Linked DNA regions of Mus musculus: region 2 is linked to region 1. The links are chromatin contacts, called in public Hi-C maps. All regions are on one chromosome and are shown on one strand. The core of a region is the stretch at or near the end of the contact, and the rest is flanking DNA. Distances in the headings are between cores, read along the strand shown. Region 1 has its middle 120 kb from the start of Gm39314. Region 2 overlaps Opcml (opioid binding protein/cell adhesion molecule-like).

Region 1 (3,487 bases), core at 11-2,510:
TGCATAAATTCTTCTTACTTGCGTTTAGTTTACATGCCGTACCATAAATCCCCTGGAAAGCTTCCCCCAGTCTCTTCCAGCCTGGACCATGTGCCCTCTCCATGGTCTCATAGCTCCCACCTTGCTGTTTACTACAAGGTGGGGTGATCTCAGTAAGCAATCATGTGCATCAGAGACTCTGGATTTTTAGGATAAAGACTGTATTATACTGACTATTGTTTCACTCTCAATGTCTAGTTAGGTGTATCAAGCGTTTAATTATTAGATGGCTACAGGCAACACTTTATTGTTTCTCATGAGTTCTGTGTCGAGCACCTTGCTTTTGTATATATAGAGGTATAAATACTGCTTTGTCTAGTCCTCTGTGTGCTTGTATTCCCTCAGTGGCTGAGACAGTCATGTTCTCTTCACTCTGTGCAGGACTAAGCAAGTTTTTTGGGCCATAGCAGCAGCATCTACTGTGTGCCGGCTCTGGCTAGACAGTGAACAAATCAATACTACCTCAATGTTTCCATAGTACAGGCCCCTGTCATTGATTCGCTATGCTCTCAGGAAATATCCTTCTTGCGTATCAAACAAATGGCTCTGGAGTATCTGTAAGGGTGCAAGGCCCCTCCAGAACCAGCTTGGCACAATTCCAGCTCTGATTACCCCACTTAAGAGAGTTTTCAATAGATGATATTATGATATACTGTCATTCTTCCTTAATGATCGCTGGTTACATCTCAGGCTAGTTTAGGGTATGGGTTAAGAAGCTTATATGTAGCCCTAGATCAGCACCTATTCCCTTTAGAATGCCTAGCCCAAGCAGCGTCAGGTGGTGGACTTGAAGACCTTTGGGAAATTGTCATAGAGTGTACTTTGTCAGTGCTACTCCGATTAAGGCCAGAAATAATGTGGGACAGGGATCCCTCTTATTGCCAAGGGCCTGGTAACAGTTCTGGTGCATTAGAAGAGGCTGTGACACTTGGTTTACCATTCCCTGTCCCAGTGTGGATGCTTAGTTTGGGAAGACAAAGCAGATTGTTTGCATAGTCTTTTCAATCCTGCCAAATAGTGGTGATATGGAGGAGCATGTTGGGAGTCTCTTGGCAGAAGTTAGTCCTGTGTGGCTTCCCAAGATCTTAGTGGATAGCTCTGCAAACCAGGGGCTTTCCTTTTTGGACTGAGCCCAGAAGCAGATCCCACTTGCATACACTGTGAGCACCTAGAGGCTCACTAGTGCCACACATTCTCAGTAGGTCAAAAGTGACTGTGTAGTCGATAGTTTATCATGTCTTCTATTCTTGGGAGCAGCATCTCATAGCTGAATGCTACTTGCTCAAAGTTATCTCCTTGGCACTCTGAAACACTTCCTTGTGGTGTTTCATAGCCTGGCTGGGAAGCCACATCCTGCAAATCCATTTAGGGTAAGAAAAGCCTTTTAACTTAATTTTTTTCTTCAGCATTATTTATGTCTCTGGTCAAAGGGAGCTCTTTTGCCCTTGCAGTGTCTTCTAAATGATGTCAGGTGTTACAGATGTAGCCAGTGGCGTGATTCTCCAGTTGCAGGGTGCTTAATGCTTTGGAAATGATGTAAGGCTGAGAGCTGAGTGAGGTGCAGTGGTGGGGAAAGCTTATTTCCAGACTTCAGCATCCCCAACCCATCTGAATTAGGGAGACCTGTGAGTTATGGCAACAGAGTGGGCTTTAGAATGGATGGTTCCTTCAATTGCTAACGACAGACCTAGGAAGCCCCATTTACCAAAGTGCCCCCCAGTGGCTTCTTTCTTAGCAGGCACTAAATATATGTAAAGAGAAGCTCTTGGGTAATTTTCTCTCTTTTCTGACTTGGGTTAGCAAGGTAGCTCTGTGGGAGGCAGTGGAAGGCATGTGGTCCCCAAAGGCCAAGGGCTGAATTAAATGCCACTCCCCTATTATAATGCCTGAGGAAGGTTGTTCCCAGTTGGCCAGATGGTGGGGGCATAGAGAACAATTGTGCCCCAAGGGTAGATATGTTTACCCATCAGCCAGAAGAACAAACTTATAATGTTGGTTATTTGGCAGTAGGAGAATCAGGATGTGGGCTGATGAACTGAACATTAGTCTTTGCCTGTCCTCTCCATCTTTATCCCTTTCTCACAGCATCCTTTGCATCTGCCCCCTCCCTCCTTTGCTTACATGACTTGACTTACAGAATGGTGATGTCTAAAAAGAAAATGTAGATGCTGCCGAGAGGTCAAGGTTTAGACCATTTAGCAGGGGAGGCAGAGCTCCAGAGAGACCCCACCCAGCATGGGCATTTTCTGCTCCTTATCTCAGTGTCACTCTTCTATGTCCCCCAAAGGCCTTTGTACTCTGAATCCTTGAAATACAGATTTGTGACCGGGCTGTGCCCCTCAGGGCTGTTGTAGTAAATCTACTTCCTCCCATGCTCCCACCCAAGTACTTAAAAGGGGGATAACAAGAGCCCTTTTCTTTGTAGAATTTTTCTTCAGTAAAGGAGCTTAGTGTATTCTCCCTCAGGTAAGGTAGAAGGCAGTTGGCCATTTTATCATTTTCACAGGATCCTATTTATTTTCATCACGTGTTAAGCAGCTAGACAGGCATTATCAGGCATTGGGGACATTGGAGATGGACTCCTCTCTTATAATTGGCTTTGGGTCCCATTTTTTGGAAATACTAGGAAGGGAAGCGTCACAACTGCCCCCAAGATTGAAAAACCCCTATGAAAAAGTGGCAGCAGGAACAGAGCTTTGTTAAGGAAAGCTCCTGGTCAAAATAGAATCCGAGTTCTACCTCTGCTGCTGGGTGAAGAGGTAACACTTGGAACTTCTGAGGCATTGCTTACTATTGTCTTTTCTCTTAAGAGTTAATCCTGCTAGGGCTGAGTCATCTGGATGGAAGGACTCAGGAAAGCAGTCTGCTAAAGCAGGGGTTCTCACTCTGTGGGTCACAACCCCATGGGGGTGTGTGTGTGTGACCTATTAGATATTTATATTACAATTCATAACTGTAGCAAAATTAGAGTTATGAAGTAGCAATGAAATAATTTTATGGTTGAGGGTCACCATGGCATGAGGAACTGTATTAAGGGGTTGTAGCATTAGGATTGAGAACGACTGTCTTAAAGACACACAGAAGAGACACTAAGAACAGTTATCCCCTTAGTGAGATGATGTCTGTATAATTTCCAGAAGCCCTTCCTTGCCTCCCTGCTTTTCTGAGTCTGGGTTAAAAATGGTAAGTTTTGGAACTAGTTGCAGTGACACACAGCTTTAATATCAGTATTCAAGAGTCAGAAGTAGATGGATCTCTGTGAATTCAAGCCCAGCCTGGTCTACATATGAGTTAGTTACAGGACAGCTAGGGCTATATGGAGAGACCTTGTCTCAAAAGACAAACAAAAGTAATTATAACTTTTTCTTTTCCCTTCCTGTCTCTTTAAATATCATCTAAAATCCTAAGCATACTTTTCCTGACACTCTGGATTATCTCACTGTTTCCT
Region 2 (3,679 bases), core at 767-3,266, 520 kb after region 1:
AGCTCCACCTCGTATCTCTTCCACTCCTTTGAGCCTGTATGTCTGATTCAAAGAGCACCAGATTATGGGGAGGCCACTCCTCGTTCCCCCTCTGCCTCCTGAATGCCTGCCTAACCTACCAGGATGCTGGCTTACATCTAGTGTTAGAGGTTCCCAGGCTGCTACAGGTGTCTGGTGTTTCTCACAGCTTTCCCTACTGATCTAGAAAGTTGCTTCTTTCTAGATGGAATGTCTACCCCTGTGTGCCTTCGTGTACTTCTGATCTTCAGCAGACAGAGGCAGGGAAAGGAGAACTGAGGCCCTGCCAGCACTAAGAGCTCATCTGTGGAGAGCTTTGGCTTTGGTTGTAGAGCTTGGACATTTCAACAGACACTCTATTCTCATCCTGCCAGAACCATCCTCCTCTCTATGCACATCATTTCAAACCACTTACTCCATCTTTCCTCACAGGAGCCCCTTTTCCCAGCAAGAAAACTAAATGGGCTTTACTGCATACATTATTAATTTCCCTTACCTGTCTCTCACTCTCCTGTCTCAGACACTACATTCCTGAGCATCTGCAGATGCTAGAAATAAGCTTCTCAAGCTAAGTAGATTCTGAGGTCTTTTGAGTAAATACAGGTGAGGGACACACTGTCAGATGGATGTGTGGAGGGGGATATGCTACTTCTTGGTCAATATTGCTTTTTCCCCTCTCAGTGGAGGCTTGCAGCTGTTGCCTATGGCAACTCTCCAACTTGTTGGATTGCATTCTGCTCTCTTCTTGTGTGTCTAAGCAACTTACTCTTCATGTGTTTTGCTAACTAAAACAAAGGAAACTACTTTTGGTGTTTCTGTTTGCAAAGGCCATGTGTGGGAGAAGGATACCCAATTAGAAGAAAAGCCATGCCTTAGCAATCCTGGGCATGGACACACTGTACCCACTGCGGCATTGGTGTCGCCCAGCCTCAGCCCAGTCTGCACTTGAGAAATTTCATCCTGTACTCTAAATTATCACAGACTTCTACAGAGCATTGCAGGTGGAGGTGCTTTCTGAAATGTTATAAATATTCATGGTTGATTATTGGTCAGCCATATGGAACATCTGATGGGATGGGGACAGGTTTAGCTGGTGTTGCTATCAGAGGGGATCCTGACTCAAAAGCAGGGCTCCATCTGTAATAACAGTTTAAAGAAATAAGTGACAAGCTGTGGAGGAAAGGAAGGAGCAGCTCCTGTGCCTGCCCTTGCACAGAGAAATGACATCACTAAAGGGGAACAGGACACAATGGAAGCCAGCTTGTTCTGGTCAAGTCTTGGCAGTTATTCAGCTAACCACACGGTAATCAGGACGCCATTCTGCCTGTCTCCCAGGCTTCTGTAATAAGTGGGGGTAAATAGCACTTCAGGTGTTATTTATTGTTAGGAATTATGTTGTGAAGGTCACAAGAAACAATATAGACATGCAAGCATCACCAAATGGGAGTTCAGCATGACGTTAATTAACCTGAATTGAGTATCAGACACAGTAAGGTAGATGGACACATAAGAAAAAATGCCAGTCAGATTCTTTCTTTCAGAGATTTCCTTTTAGTGACTACATCTGTAAATTTGGATAAAATGCCCAGTAGAAAAACAGTCAGGATGAAGAGAAGAAGAATCTGGGAAGCGGGGAAAAATGCTCAAGAAAATACCAGCAGAGGGAAGTGACAATAATTACACATAAACCAGAGTGCCAAAGGACCTTGCTGGTCTTCTCTATGGAGCCTGGCTCTCAGGGCTCTGCTTTCTCCTGCAGCCCAAGGGTGCTGGGTTGAGAGAAAAGACAGCCACCTGGTGGTTGCCGCAGGGTACTATTTCAGCTCACTTGGGTATGGCTAGGTGAGGATTGCACAGGACTTTGTAGAACAGCAAAGAAGGCAGAGAACAGGGAGGAAGCACATCCTGATGCAAGTGTCACAGCTGGAAGCGAAGGCCCAGAGCCAGCCTCCCAAGTCATCTGTGGTCTCTGGCCCCCATCCTCCTCCTGCCTTCAGTGCTCCAAAGGACAAGAACAGAGGTTGAAGACACCCCATCCGTTGGGAAACCCCTCTGCAGCACTTGAAAAGATGTTGTAGTTCAGATGGGGGAGGGGGCATCTCAGTCCTGGGAATCTCCAGGCTTTGGAATGAAAACCTGAGTGTTCCTGAAGAACGCTCAAGTTATTTTCCTTTTCATGCATTGCATTTTGCAACACTTAAGGCACTCCACTCTCCTTGGTTGAGCCTGCCAGTGGGGAAGGCAAGCAGGCCCCGGTGCTAGCAGTGGGAGCTGGAGAGAGCGGTGGGATGAAAGGGCCGAGGGAACCTTATTAATAGTTAAGTGGACAAGACTGATAATGGCATATCTTTTTATTGGCCCCACAGATAAGTTATAATACACAAGCTTGCAGGCAGCTCCTGTGATTTGCATTGATACAATTCAGGCTGAGGTTTTCATTATACAGCAGGGATGAATCTGGGGCCTGTGTTATCAAAGGCAGTGAAAGGAGCTGGCGAACTATCTCACATTCTGTGTGTGCCTATTCATTAATGGTTAGTAAGGTGCTTTGTCCCAGGTGGTATTGGGTGTTTCACAGTGAACCATTAACAATTTGAACAGCTTCATACATATGCCTTATTGATGTATAAAATCCTTGCAACCTAGGCTTTTCTTCTCTCTTTCTTACTCAATGAATTCTGCTTTGCTGGAGTTTGTTGTAAAACCAAGTGGCACTCTCTTTGAGGACAGGGACCTTGCAGATGGACCAGGACCGGTGACACAAAGCCTCGGGAAGCTGACAAAGGGATGGTAGGTCTTTAAAAAGTCACATGTAAGCAGAAGTTGACTTTTGTTTTGTTCTACTTTTCATTAGCCTACAGGGTAATAGACATCATAATGGGAATTTTTTGAATAAAGTGAACTTAAGTAGATTTTCCTTCCCTGTCATCTTTCATTATGCCCTGCCCCTTGGTCCCCCTTTGTAAGCACCCCCAAAGTTTCCTTCCTGTTTTCATGTCACCTATGTTTTTTTTTTAACTCTCCCCCAATTCCAGAAGGAGTTGTTATTTTGAGTCCAATGTTGGGAAGAGAAATGGGTTTGCTCCACAGTTGACCCTCATGGGGAAACAAGTGAGCCCCTATATGTCACAGGAGGCAGCAGATGATGACCCTGTTTCCACGGGTCATAGGAAGAAACTTTGAATACGTGCTCTGATCCCTGAAAGTCAAGAGGACCAGCAAAAGAGATTCTGAGGAGAGGGCTATGTGACACAGGAGGACAGAGGAGGGAGACAAACAGATATGGCCAGCAGCTGACAATAAGGACGCAGAGGATGAAAACAAAGCATCCAAGTGAGCATTTCCTGGCTGAAAGTGGGAGGAATGAAAGAGATCCGACTTAGAAGGCAATTATGTCTGATTGCAGCCAGGACACTGCTTCCAGCGGACTCCTGCTACCACTTCCAGGAGCCGGGCAGGGACATGAAGGGTGATGTCAGGGCTTTGGATCATACGCCCTGATCCTCATTACATAGCATCCGGAGAACTTGTTTTCTGGGCTCTGAGTAGAGCTTTCTTGGCAAGGATTTAATCTGTAAGTGGTTATCCTCCTGACCCGGAATGTGCCTTCTGACTTTTAACTTCTCTTCTAAGTTCTCTCAGAGTTCCTCAAATGCAGAAA

What was found. Hi-C and Micro-C count contacts between places; a contact is called where the count stands out from the background.
Region 2: a contact with region 1 is called in a Hi-C map of the N1E-115 cell line, with 4 times the contacts expected there. The contact joins two enhancer-like sites. A contact is called at or near these places in 2 of 484 Hi-C or Micro-C datasets (3T3-L1-derived adipocytes and the N1E-115 cell line).

What each region holds. Positions count from the first base shown.
Region 1 is chr9:27,671,906-27,675,392 of GRCm38.p6, forward strand. No RefSeq gene overlaps it. Among named protein-coding and RNA genes, the nearest start is that of Gm39314, 120 kb to the right of the region's middle. Within about 2 kb of position 1,261, at least 2 of the 459 cell types and tissues checked have an H3K27ac peak or open chromatin away from gene starts, as enhancers often do. A contact at or near this core is called in the N1E-115 cell line, where this site is marked.
Region 2 is chr9:28,196,010-28,199,688 of GRCm38.p6, forward strand. All of the region lies in intron 1 of Opcml (opioid binding protein/cell adhesion molecule-like), which reads left to right. Among named protein-coding and RNA genes, the nearest start is that of Gm39313, 200 kb to the right of the region's middle. Within about 2 kb of position 2,017, at least 12 of the 459 cell types and tissues checked have an H3K27ac peak or open chromatin away from gene starts, as enhancers often do. A contact at or near this core is called in the N1E-115 cell line, where this site is marked.